Regions from separate parts of the Rattus norvegicus genome. Here region 1 is linked to region 2. Evidence: chromatin contacts called from public Hi-C data. All regions are on one chromosome and are shown on one strand. Each heading gives the region's core, a stretch centred on a gene start, on an enhancer-like site or on the middle of the called end of the contact. The rest is flanking DNA. Distances are from core to core; before and after follow the strand shown. Region 1 has its middle 11 kb from the start of Ahsg. Region 2 holds the start of LOC108352357 (a long non-coding RNA gene).

What was found. A called contact is a pair of places that touch in the nucleus more often than the background predicts.
Region 1: a contact with region 2 is called in a Hi-C map of liver, with 3 times the contacts expected there. The contact joins two enhancer-like sites. A contact is called at or near these places in 2 of 12 Hi-C or Micro-C datasets (both in liver).

The regions. Positions count from the first base shown.
Region 1 is chr11:91,639,850-91,646,741 of GRCr8, forward strand. No RefSeq gene overlaps it. Among named protein-coding and RNA genes, the nearest start is that of Ahsg, 11 kb to the left of the region's middle. Within about 2 kb of position 5,027, at least 5 of the 93 cell types and tissues checked have an H3K27ac peak or open chromatin away from gene starts, as enhancers often do. A contact at or near this core is called in liver, where this site is marked.
Region 2 is chr11:91,510,283-91,517,042 of GRCr8, forward strand. LOC108352357 (a long non-coding RNA gene) reads right to left here and starts at 6,700. Exons shown (of 3, transcript XR_005491457.2): 1 at 6,348-6,700; 2 at 1,280-1,418. Within about 2 kb of position 3,284, at least 1 of the 93 cell types and tissues checked has an H3K27ac peak or open chromatin away from gene starts, as enhancers often do. A contact at or near this core is called in liver, where this site is marked.

The sequences.
Region 1 (6,892 bases), core at 3,777-6,276, 130 kb after region 2:
GGAGGAGTTCAGGAGATAACATCAACTCATTGTGTTCACTGTGAATGAAGCCTAGCATAGGGCTGGCTACCAGTAAACAGTAGTTCTTAGTAGTCCTAATATGCAGGCATGGAGAGTACACAGAGGTAGGATGGGGATGAAGAGGTGCCCTTTGCCTTCAGTTAGCCCATGTCAGAAGCAGTATGGCCCAATGACTAAGGTCAAGGCTCTTTGGGTTTTTTCCCCCTTGGACAAGTTGCTCAAATCTCTGAGCCTCGGTTTACTCATCTGTAAAGGGAGTGACTATAGTAGTGAATACTTCAGAGATGGATTACAGTAGTAGATAAGAAGTACACTTAAGTTCCTAGCAAGGACCATCTATGTTACTATCCTGGCTGATTGTGTGTGTCAACTTGACACAAGTTGGAGTTATCACAGAGAAAGGAGCCTCCGTGAGATCCAGCTGTAATGAATTTTCTCAATTAGTGATCAAGGGTGGGAGGGACCATTGTGGGTGGCACCATCCCTAGGCTGGTAGTCCTGGATTCTACAAGAGAGTAAGCTGAGAAAGCCAGGGGAAGCTATCTAGTAAGCAGCACTCCTCCATGGCTTCTGCATCAGCTCCTGCCTCCAGGTCCCTACCTGTGTGAGTTCCAGTCCTGACTTCCTTTGGTGATGAACAGCAATGTGGCAATGTAAGCTAACTAAACCATTTCCTCCCCAACTTGCCTCTTGGTCATGTTGTTTTGTGCAGTAATAGAAACCCTGACTAAGACTAAGTTATCAACAGCACAGAAGGGATGCAATAGGTGAAAGTGGCAGGTCTTACATATACGTTTTACTTTTGTATCAACATGCTGTCCCAGCAAACCTTGTGTTAGTAGCTAATAGCATCTGACAATGGGAGGAACCAGAAGAAAGGGAGATGGTGTGTGTGTGTGTGTGTGTGTGTGTGTGTGTGTGTGTGTGTGTGTGTGTAGTTAGTTTCCTACCTGAGGAAGTCAACAAGACAAGGTTCAAGATTGTATGCAGTAGGTGTGGCATGGCTATGGGGACTCAGGAGGCCAGAGAAACAGGCATTTAGTGCTGGAGCCCAGAAACAAGGCATCAATGGGTACCCAAAAGATGGCTTGCCTGGTGACACTCTCAGTGTCCTCTTGGAATCTACAAATGCAGTCAGAGCTGGCTTCCCAGGAATTGCCCATGCTTGGGCACTTAGAAGCAAACTGTGGATGGAAGAATTCTGCATGCTAGATGTCTTGAAATTTTAAACATTTTTTTTCAAACAAGGGAACCTGGCTCTTCATTCTCATTGAGCCACACAAAGCGTGGAGTAGTCCTAAAGAGCTTGAGTAGTATAGAAAAAGGAACCAAGTACTGCAGGCATCCTCAGAGAAGGAAAGACCCGTTCTAGCAACGATGAGCAGGAGAGGGGAGGAAAATAAGGGGGCAGGATTTGGACAAATAAAGGGGTGCCTCTGAGTTTCTCATAGCTGGGGTCCTCTGTGCCCAGATGGTTTTTGAGGGTAGCTTTTTTCTCAAGGGTTTTCTTAGTCCTTTCTTCCAGATGCTCATCTGCTAGGAGCCTTCCCAATTAAAAAATTAGTTCTGACCATGTTATAAAAACTCCATCTCCAAAGTAAATGCTGACAGTGGAGGGCGGGGTTACATTTTAAAAGCCAATGAGTTCTTAATGAAAAAATAGTGGTTACTGAAATAAAATTATAAAATAATTACATAAGGGCTGGAAATATAGCTCAGTGGTAGAGTTGCTTATAGTGTGATGCCCTGTGTCCTATCCCCAGCACTATAAGAAATGATGTAAGTTAAAGAACGGGTCAAATACAGAGCAACAGGCAAGAGCCCCGTCCTCTAACTTGCTGCCTCGGCTTCTTTTCATGCCGACAATTCTGGGTGGAGATTTGCCGAGCAGACAGAGGTAGGACTTTGACCCAGTTCTGTATCCTCTACCTCACAATGTCAGCTCTACTTCTTGTCATGGTGATGCATTTCCCACGCAGAAACCCAGAGTGATCCAGCAGACAGAGCACACGTCAGCACATACACAGCACCTGAAGTCACACCTAGAGACTGGACGAGAGAGAGAGAGAGAGAGAGAGAGAGAGAGAGAGAGAGAGAGAGAGAGAGAGAGAGAAGAAAGTCATCTTTCTTTAGAAAAAACTCACAACCCTCTATTTTCAACACCTCTATCCTAATATTTGCGTTTCAAGTATTGTTTCCTATTAAGCCAATCCAAGCGCCATCCTTTCCCGTTAGGACTAGAAATGACTTGTGACAACCCATAAACCCTTTGCGTTTTCTGCTTTCCGTTGGTCTGCCCTATTATTCAATTTCATTTACTCAGCCAACTTTGGGCTTTTTCTCGTCTCCTGCCTTGTCAGGATTGAACTTTCCCTCCTGAGTGGCAGAGGTAGCTCGCCGTCTTCTGGAGCCTTGGGTCTCTGCCTCTACAGACAATGACCCACAGTCGTCATGTTTTCAGTTTCATACTCGGGAGTTTATCAAACACACAGCAAGCGGGTGCCAAGGAAGAAAACAGCGAGCACCAAAGAAAGCAGAGCATGGATCAGACAACTGCACCGTCAGCAGAAACTGATTGGGGAAGCCCCGGGAACTAAAACAGCCAGTGGGAGCTTTTGACAGATAGAGGGTCCCAGACAGAATATCCTCTTTTGTGCAGTACTTCAGACGAAAAGCACAGACAGCCACAGGTAGAGACCACACCATCAAACCGGGCGCATCCAGCAGAAACCAACTGGGGAAGCTCAGAGAATCTCCTGGGCCTCCTGGTTGAGATTTCTCTGCACAGGTGAGCTTCCTGTGGCGTGAACTTGTGGTGGCTAAGCTTTTGCCTTCTTCCTGCTCCAGGCGCTTTCCAATTATGGGATAAACAATGATAACCTCTGTTGGGAGCAGTCCTCAAGGGCACAGCTGTTTTGTTGTATTTTCCTCTCTGTTATAGGGATTAAGGGGACCAGCCCACCCTCAGATAACTTATTATTGGAGGACATTTTGAGATAAACATGCTTCGGTCTGAAATGGAAGGGGATGCAGCTTCCAAACAGTACATGACAATTTAACGTATGTCACATTCACCTCAGGCAGCATGGATGCTTTTCTGGGGATTTGTGGAACACACCACCTAATGGAAGGAAGGATGAGCGGCTATGGTGGTTTGAAAGAGAATCCCCCTCCCTGTAGGCTCATGTTTGGTGCTTGGTCATCAGGGAATGGCACTACTTGAGAGGGGTTGGAAAGTATGGTCTTGTTAGAGTAGGTGTGGCCTTGTTGGAGAAAGTGTGTCACAGGGGGTGAAGGTGGGGTTTCAGAAGAAGCCTAAGCCAGGCCCAGTGCCTGTGAATCCAGATGTCAAACTCTCACCTACTTCTCCAGGAGGCTCTCAGAGAGAACACATCTCCTTGAAGTAGAGCCTAGACTAAAAGGCCTAGCTTGGTACCAGAGCCCCTGTGACCAACTGGAAAAAAACACAACAGTGCCTGTCACTTGGATTTGTCTTCTGATATAAAAATTGGAGTTCTGTTATAAAAACTGAAGGACTTCAGAAGTCCAAACACATTTATTTTGATGCTCATTGACAACTTGGGACAAAGAAAAACAAAGGCATTATCCTACGATTTTTATAATGCTGTGTAGTCCTGATGTTCAAGACCTCGGTAGGGCAGTGATCAGGCAAAGAGGCAGGATGAGGCCAAGGACAAAGGCTAGCAGGGCTCAGTGTAGGGAGCATGCCCAGTGGTGTGCAGTGGCCATCCAGCACCAGGCAGTAGTGCCCAGAGGCAGGCAGCTGTGCCACAGCCAAGCAGTGGTGTTCACCGTAGGCAGCAGGACTCTCAAGCAGAAAGTGTTCCTCAAGGGAATGTGGTATTTGTGGCAGGCAATAGTACTCAGGAGACCGCAGCAATGTGCAGAGGTAGCCAAGGTACTTTGTAGAGAACAAGCAGGGCTCCCAGGAGAAGCCCGTTGTTGAGAATCAGGCAATAGTTCTCAGGGATTTGAATGCGTTGACTGATTAGAGAAGGGAGTAGCCCCAAAAGCCTGGTAAGGGTCACCAGTGCCCGACAGTGCTTTCATTGAGTGGTATCCTTGGATAAGCATGGATACCCACAGCAAGAGGGTAGTCTTAGGCAGAAGTATCTCAAAGAAGGACACAGAGCCAAGGGGTGGTCAGGTCTCTGCAGGATCACATAGCAACGCCTAGCAACAAGCTGTGGTGCCCAGGGACACCAATTCAATTCCTTGAAAAACAGAGCATGGTACTCACACGGTCTTGTGTCACTAGATCACTCTTAAATACAGAGCGACTATACAGCACATTTTGAGAAATGAACCGATTATAGGACATTTAACTAAAGAAGTTTGGGAACATCACATTTCAGAGGGGGCAGGAAATGGTTGCCAAGGACATTGAAACCCAGAAACTACACGCAACCAGTGGGTGACTGCGTTATCTCTTGTAGACAGTCCAAAACCAACAGCTCAAGGCTAATTTACTTTGTGATGCAATGGAATCAAGTCCGCCGTCAGCTTGTTATCCTGTCCTTAAACACTGGTCTGGGGAAAGCTACTGACAGGGGAATCTCAGCAGGAAGTGAGGGATGCAGGAGACCTGGAGTAGGGGGGAGCGGCTCAGGCCCCAATTCAGATCAGCACTCTTTACTGCAAGTGAGAAATGTTTCCTCGGTCCAACCTGAGACATCACCTCACTGTATGAGCTGTTGATGCATTTTGGTCCCCTACACCTTGTCGGAGTTGAGATTTAACAGCAGCACCCCCAAGCTTATGATCTCTGCCAGATGAGATGCGTTCCCAGTCTCCCTCCATGGTGAAAGCATCTATGGCCCCCATGGGGGAGAGCACCCCTTCCCCACAGACCCCCCACATGCCTTTCCTTTACAGGCCACACCACCTTGGGGTTCAGAGAAATGGCACCAGGAAACCAGATACCCCGATAATGGGTAATCCTGTTTGTTATGCCCTAACAAAAGTCAGAAGCCAAGTCCAGTTCCGGGTGCAAGGGTTCCTGTGGCTCTTGGTCTCCAGTCAAGAAAAACAGAAATATACTATGCTAGGCTCTGGGTCAACTCTCGCCAAGGTTTGACTAGACTCCGCCATTTTAAGTAACCCTCCCTCCATCCCAACCCCACACCGGGGGTTGGGGTCAGAGAGGAAAGAATGGAGATGGGGAGGGAGGGTGACAGAGACAGAGACACAGGTGGGGGGAGAGACAGACAGATGCAAGCACACACAGACACACAGACACACACACACACACACACACACACACACACGCACACACACAAAGGCCGGTGTTTGATTTTTCACTATTATCTTAATTGCTCATTTTCCCCTCAATAAAAGGCATTTTGTCAACTGTTTAAATAAGCGTGGTTTAAAGCCGATGCCATTCTTATACTTTCTATTCTGATAAATGTGTAAACAGGCAGGGGTGGGGTGAGGGAGATTATCTTTCAGTGCTCATGTGACATGTTGGAGCAGCCCAGTTGGCACAGAACCTGCTTTTCCTCTCATGAATGAAATAGCCAGGATCTGTCTGTCTTAGGGATATTAAAATACATATATATATATATATATATATATATATATATATATATCTCACAGACACACAGCTGTTGGCGACATTGTCAGAGAAGAATGTGTGTGGAGGAGGAAGAAGCACATGAGGGAGAAAGCAGACTCCAGGGGTGAGGGGATGGCCCAAAACTAGTGGGACCAGGGTTCTCCTGATCCAGCACCATCTTCAGCAAGAACTGGACCGCGTGGCCTCATGGGTTGGAAAGATCCCACCTCACCCCACAAGCTGTGCGCTGGGAAGGTGTCTGAGTCCAGAGACTAGCAGTGGAGGGCACGGTGGAATAAGGCTGCCCTCCATCACTCAGTGGTTGGCCTCTAGACATCCTTAGTTTTCCAGAGCCTCCTGGTGATTCACTCAGCAGCAACTTGAAAGTCTCAGTGGACCACTAGAGTGTAATGTTTTCATGTTACTTCCCCCATCAAGAAAGGTGTTCTCGGCTGCTTTCTTCTACTGCATTTTTAAAACTGGCTGTGCTTGACAGTTTACATGCTCACCTTGATGATGTTCTCTCTCTCTCTCTCTCTCTCTCTCTCTCTCTCTCTCTCTCTCTCTCTCTCTCTCTCCATTTCATCTACTAGGAAAAAGCACAGAGAACCCCAACCTGAGTAAAAAGGAAGGGCTGGCAGGCAGGCAGGCATACACAGATGTGGCTAGCAATTCCACAGGGGAACTGGCTTAACAAACACTAAAATGGACTCAAAAGCCAGACAGGAAGTTTCCCGTCTGTGACTGTGTTTGGCAGAGCATGTGAGTCTCCATATTCTTCCCTCCGCATCCCTTCCCTGCCCTGCCTCCCAGCGGTTGGTCCTCAAGGCTCAGGAGATGCTTCACACTTCTAGAGTCACAGCTGGATTTCCCCTCTCTATGAGCTGTGTGGCTTTCCCTGCAGCTGCTCTGACACCCTTCAGCTTTGGTTCCTGCGTGCTCCCCCACCTCCCGTGAACACCAGGGATTGTCCTTTCAAAGACGGCAACAGCGATGCTTGCAACTGTATGCATCCCAGGCGTGGTAACTACCGCCCAGGGGACTGCGCAGAGAGGGCACCCAAAAGGGAGACAGCCGGGAGAGGGAGGCTTGCAGACCGTGTGGCAGAGGAGCAGCCAGAGCGAGCGGATCCGGCTTGTGGGAACTGATAGAAAAACATTCCTTTCTAATTTTTACCGCAACACATGTCCTCCATGGGCCCTGCACCAGCATGGGTTTTGCCTCACACGTGTCTTGCCTTAGCACGAGTACCCAGCCCTCCCAAGTCCACAGAGTCCCAACACGTGCAGCTCA
Region 2 (6,760 bases), core at 2,034-4,533:
GGTAACCAAGGCCCAAAAGGGCATGCATGGTCTGTACTCACTTATAAGTGTATTCATTTTCATGCTCTGCTTTTTATTGACTACTGAAGCAGGAGAGACAGCCCTGCAGCAAACACTACTTACAAAGATACCTTCAAGCTTCTGCCTAACACTCCACCCCAGGGGTCTGCTTGGCTTTATTTAATCTTCCCATATTGTTGATCTTGTTTTTAGTGTGTGTGTGTGTGTGTGTGTGTGTGTGTGTGTCTCCCACGGGCATGTGTGCATGTGTGTGCGCGTGCTTAGGGCGGGATGTGCTCGTCTTGTGGAAGTCAGAGGATAACTCTGTGGAATCAGTTTTCTCCTGTCCAGGGGGTATTCAGACAGCCAATGCTGTCTGCCATTTCTATAGTTTTGAACACTGCTTGCCTGCACTTCCTATATAATCAGATCTCCCTCCGATGGGGTTGAAGCCTAGGCAGTCATAGTCTCATAATTAAATTTAAGTTTTTTAGAATTTAAGAAGACGTTTGTAGGTCTAAAAATGCTTTTAAGTTAACCATTACACGTTATGATAGAAAATGATTTAGGTACAAAACTCTAAACTCAGCGAGATAGGATGGATAATTCAATACTTTATCCAAAGTTGTCAAACCCAGATGGACTGGACTTTATGAATGTAAACCTTACCTAATAGTTTCCATAAGTGCTTCATATCTGTTCCTACTACATGCCATTTATTATTGTAAAAGAAAGAGCCTTCTTGTCTGGACAAAATGGGAAATGTGGCAGTTGGTCTGGTGTTGCTACCTGTTTAAATGCTAAATACTGACCCCCACTCCCCCTAGACCTGGCTGCCCTGACAAGCAGATCTGCATGTACACCATGATGCTGTGTGAACCTTGCTTCCAAGTTTAAAACTATTTGTTAAATAAAGGTGAATACAGCCAATTACTGGAGAAAATAGAGGTGCGGGTTCCAGATAAACACCAGAAGGAAGAAGAAGACAAAGGAAAGAGTAGGTTTCCATTAGCTATGATGGACCAGGCACATTTTCCTGAGTGAAATGTACCATAAGGAGAGGGTGGTGGTACAGAAATAATCCTGGTAGACACAAACAGCAAGTATTTGGGAGCACAAATGGGGAAGTAGGTGGTCCAGTTAGAAAATTAGATTAGTGCAAAGCTAAATAAATAATTCAATGTCTGAGTCTCATTCATTTGTAAGCTAGACCTAGTTTATGAGTCTGTGTCATATCCATAGGACATAAGAATAATTAACATCAACATATGCCACTCACCAGGCTCCTACCCACTGTCACCCACAGGACAGGTCCCCAGATGTATCACCCATCCAGAGTAACCATTGTAGGTCTATGTGGCTATAGAGAATTTATTATTTCCACTCTTCTCCACAGTTTCTGTTCATTCTCCAGTGGCCTAAAAGAAAAAAAGGCCATTTGTCTAAATCTTTCTTTGTGATGACAATATCTAGCAGTGGTGTTGTTAAATGTGGCTTTTTAAAATGAAAAAGAAGTAAAAGCAATAAGGATGTTTTAATAGAGTTTTTGTTTTGTTTTCTTTAGATTTATTTGTTCTTATGCATGCAAGTGCTTTTCCTGGATGTGTGTCTATATGATTGGTGTCTGCAGAACCCAGAGGACAGCAGCAGAAGCAATGGGACTAGAGTTACAGATGGTTCCAAGTGTCCATTTGGGTGCTAGAAACCCAACCCAGGAATTCTCAAGAGTAGCAAGTGCTCTTAACACTCAGCAATCTTACCAGCCCATTAACAAACTTGTGAGACTTGAGAATGAATATTTATGTGACCTTGTGATTGTTCCCTCGAGCCACTGATGCTCACAGGACAGGGGAGAGGCAGAGTAAGTCCTCTAAGGTTGAGTCATGATGTGGAGATCTGTGGCTACTTGTTTGCCACCAAGATGGATGCCATGCCTCAGAATCAACAGGATGAGCTTCCTCTTTGATTCCCCCCTCAGTTTCAGTGTTTGCCTGCTCTTTACATAAATCAGTTTAACCTCTTAGAACATCCCACTTCCACACTGCTGGCTGCTAGTTGTTCCTGCTGCTCTGGTGCCCCCCACTGCCTCAGTTTACCCACCTTGTGGAAACAGCACCACATGTACTTAAGAGGTTGCTGTGGAGAATCAGTGTGCCCACACACAGAAAGCGCTTAACAGAGCAGCACACAGTCGGTGCTTACACATGTCTGCCCACTCTTAGTGATGAATAATATTTGTTGAATAGCTTTGACTTGGCCTTCACTTTAGCCCCCTGTCCTGAGTATCAGGAGCTATTGTGTGAAGCTAGAGCTCACCCTGATGTGTCCCTATGGCTCTGAGAGACTGACTGCAGGGGATAGCAACTGCTACACAAGCTCACAGAGCCAGAGTAGAAATCCTGGTCTCCTAATTGGGAACCCAGTACATGTTACAACTGTGAATGAGCACAGTGCTTAAACAAACACGTGGATGATGCTGACATCCTATCTAAGAGGGGAACTCCAGCCAGGGAGAAGAAAGGCTTGCTTCTCAGGCAGATAATACCCTCTCGCCAGTGCAAGGCAAACATCAGGTACTCATGCTCAATCCAGTGTTTCTTTAAGGTGCTTATTGTTAACAGCTCCTTTGTATAATGTATCTAGTTTCCATCTCCTATATCCAGTGCCATCAATATTTCCTCATTTTAATAGAATGAAGCACCTGCGGAGGGAGGATGAGTGGCAAAGTCAAGATTTATACTGAGGGCCAATAAAGCTGAAATTACCATATTCTTCCTAAATTAGACCTTGAACTCAACCCAAATGTCTTCCTGTTGTCTCCCTGTGGTCTGATGCACAAACTTTTGTTGTTTACATGTATACCTTCTAGTGAGTTGACACATGCCTGTTTAATGATTGGCATCTTCCTGATTCATGTGTCTTTCCAGGAACACAGATATGGTGTGGGTCAATATTCTACATATTACAAAGTTTTCATCTTTCCTGAACAGGCTCTATAATATAAATAATCCCCTTGTAATTAACCACAACACCAAAACAAACAAACAAACAAACAAACAAAAAACCAGTGTCTGATGAGTGGGCAAGTATGTTGGTATATATATATACAGAATAGAATACCATAGATGTATGAACAATTATACTTTGCAATTTGCAACATGGAAGGAACTGGAAACCAGCTGGTTAGTGAGTGCATCTAGGCACGGGATATCAAAGGCTGACAGGGCTGATGTCACCTAAGCTAGGAGCAGGACAGGAGTCATCAGCAGTTGGAGGCTGGCATAGGACAGGGCTGGCCAAGGATTACTGAATGACAGATAGACTGGAATGGACACAGAGGACAATGCTGTATTGTTCACAGAGAATGGCTAAAAGGACTTTGAATTTTGTCACCATGAACAGCTGATGACTGTCTGAGGTGACAGGTGATTCTGATTTAAACAAATACCTGGGAGCAAAGTCATTAGGTGTACCCCACGCTAGATACAAATTTCATACTTGGTCTATCAGTTTTCCTGTCTCATTTATATTTTATAGCACCCTGAGGGTTGCATGGGTCAGGCTGGGGCTTTTATATAAAGAGCATACTCATGGTTTCCTCAGCGTTCTTGAAGTCGCAGTCCTGTCAGGTGAGGCCTCTCTGAACAGGGCAGTTGCCCTCCTTGATTTGATACTTGAAGGAATAAAATGTTTCAGAGCCATCCTGAGGAAAGCAAAGGTGACACCTGGAGTCACTCAGGGAACCCAGTAGCAAGTTTGTGGACCCTGACATCACAAACACCATTCCTGATCAGACTCAAGGAGAGCCGTGTTCGTTAAAATGTGTTTATTTTTATATAAATATTTCCTGGAGGAATGTTTATCATGGTTTCTAAGTGCACAGCCAAAGTTGTCAAATCAGTGACCAACCCCTCTTTCCTGTCCCAGCCTGAGGACCCTGTAAGATCTTAAGATGGCAGCATTTGTTAAAATGGCGGTATCTGTCAAAATGGCGGCACCTCAGATTGGAGCTGTCACAAGAAGCTGTTCAAGGTGGTGCATCTCCTTTCTCACACCAGCTGAGCTGTCCTGCAGAAACTTGTATAGTAGTTGCACCCTCCGCAGCTCCACAGATACAGAGCCTCAGCCAAAACTGCCTGTGACTAGGAAGGTCTTCCCATGGGCCCAATGCAGGAAGAAGGAGGTGGGGGAAAAAGCAACCAATCCAGGAGAAGGAAAAACCCACTAGTTTAAAATCCCCAAGCTTCCCACAAAAATCCCACCAATCCTGTAATCCTTAAACAGGAAAATCCACCAATCTCTGAGCTCCCTAAATTCATGATTTGAAATCCTCCAATCCTCAATCTGGAAATCTCTGCCTTGAAAAGCTGTGCCTCCTAAGAAATCCCACATAAGGCCTGTCCTTTGTCCAATTCCCTGGATTCTTAGTTCCTTTCACTGGATGTCTCAATACATCTGTCTCATGAGATTTGCTGCCTGGTGTGTAAACAATTAAGCTTTACCACTTGCAACATGGGAGGAACTGGAAAAAAGCCAGTTACTGGAGGATCTATGCACAAGACACTGATGCTGACAGTGGGTGTTGTCACAGAAGCTAGCAGCAGAGCTGTAGTGACTATCAGAAGACACCAAGAAGCAATGAAGAGAAGGGAAAAATGAAATGGATGAGGGTCTGAGGCTCCTCAACTCCTCAGCTCAGTTAAGGATACCCCCACCCCCAGGGGAGTTGCAGCATCACTGCTGAAGAGGATTTGTCTGTGAGCTTTGTGGTTCCTGTACTCCCTTGTCTCAGTTTTCCTTTTGATTGTGACACCGTCCCTCCTTATAACTGTCTGATTCCTGAGTTCCCTACCTCAGGTTTCCCTTCCACTCAGAGATGTGTGGTTCCTAGGTTTCTGAGTCCCAGGATACCTTCCCATCCGAGCAGAAACACATGTTCATACTATGCTTATATTCTTAGTGATCTCAAAGCAGTAGCCAAAGTATTATCCCTGCCCTCTTTTATGTAAACCCTGGTTTACATGGATATATATGGATTCAACATGTCTGGCTGAAGTTGGACATAGGACAAAGCCTGTAATCCCAGTAGTACACTTGGTGGATTTAGACAGGGGAACTGTGGTTCAAGGCCAGGAGAGCAACAGAATGAAGCACTGACTCAAAATCCCCAAGAGCCATGGCACAGCTTGGTGATAGGATATTTGACTGACACATGTCCAGGGCTGGATCCCAGAGGGAAGGAAGGCTACCAGGACATTGTACAACAAAACTCCTATGGGGCCTTTTTGTCAGTCAATGGAGACACTAGGAGATTGTAGCCCCAAGTGCCAGGAAGCAGTACCACAGTTTAATCTCCTGAATCAAACAAACCTGTGTCCATTAGGGCTTTCTTTTTATCCTCATGGTGTCAAAGGAATGGATTTTTTTCCTGCTGGAATAACTTGGTTAATCCAAAGAGAGTATTTTAAAGTAAAATGTATAACATTATTCATTTATCTTTTTGAAAGCTTTTTCATTTTAAGTCTATGACTGCTTGCCTGTATGTTTCTATGTATGTATGCATGTTTGTATGTATGTATACATGTGTGAATAATACATGTATGTATGGTATGTATGTATGTATGTATGTATGTATGTATGTATGTATACTACAAAGGTGCCTGGTGCCCAAGGTGGCCAGAAGATGCACCATAGTCCCTAGAACTGAATGTGTTACCATGGATGCTGGGAACAGATGCCAGGTCCTTCCCAAGAATAACCAGTATCCTGAACCACTGAGCTGTCTCTCCAGCTTGTGAACTCTTTAAAAAGAGTCCTGAGCTTGCTTCCTCAGTACCACATAAACCTAGCATGGCAGCTAGGGAGATGGAGGCAGGAAGATCAAATTTTAAGGTCATCATCAGCTACACAGCAAGTTCATGGTTAGTCTAAAGCTACATGACACCCTGGCTCAACTCTTCTGTTCCCCAAAACTAAAGAACTAATGGAAACATCTATTAACCTCAAAGAATCAGCTATACACACTCGGTGCTAGATATTTGGTCCAAGCAATAATGCCAACTCCCTTCTCATCCCCTGTATCCATCCCCATGTGGAACTCTCACTTAAGGCTGGGAGATGGTGGAGTTCACAGATGCAGTGAATTCTCCTGCTGCAAGCTGACTGAGATGCTGGAGTCCCACCATGCCTGTCTCTTTCAAACATCTCAATCTGCTGTGGTTTCGTACTTCCTGGGACACTGCTTTCATGATCACCCAGGAAGCTTAAGGACCAGCCATCTCCAGCCCTCTAGCCCTGTGCCTGAGAGCACCAATTACAGGTAGTTTCACAGGAAAACTGTCACTCACCTTCTTAGTGCCCTCAGTCACTCAGTACAACACAAACTGCCACTTTGTAACCCAGCGTTACACTTCTTGAGAGCAATATCCACAGCCTGAAATACAGTCTCATCATTGCAGTCCATTTCCTGGGCGCCTTCTTCCTGCGCTAAACTTGGCAGGAGCCTGGAGCAGAGGAGCAGGATAGTAATTAGTTTCATGATTAAAGATTCCCTCTGGAATTGAGGAATTGTTTGCCAAGAACAGGAAACCAACTCAGAAGCTGCTTTTAGCAACCTCCAGTCTCTGGTCTCCTAGTGTCTATCTGCCTCACCACTTGGGTCCCTATTAATATTCCTGCAGACATTAGTTCTTTGTCCTCTTCTCAGAGAACAAATATGACTCTGCTCACTGTCCAAGCAGGTTTCAGGCTGGAACATTGC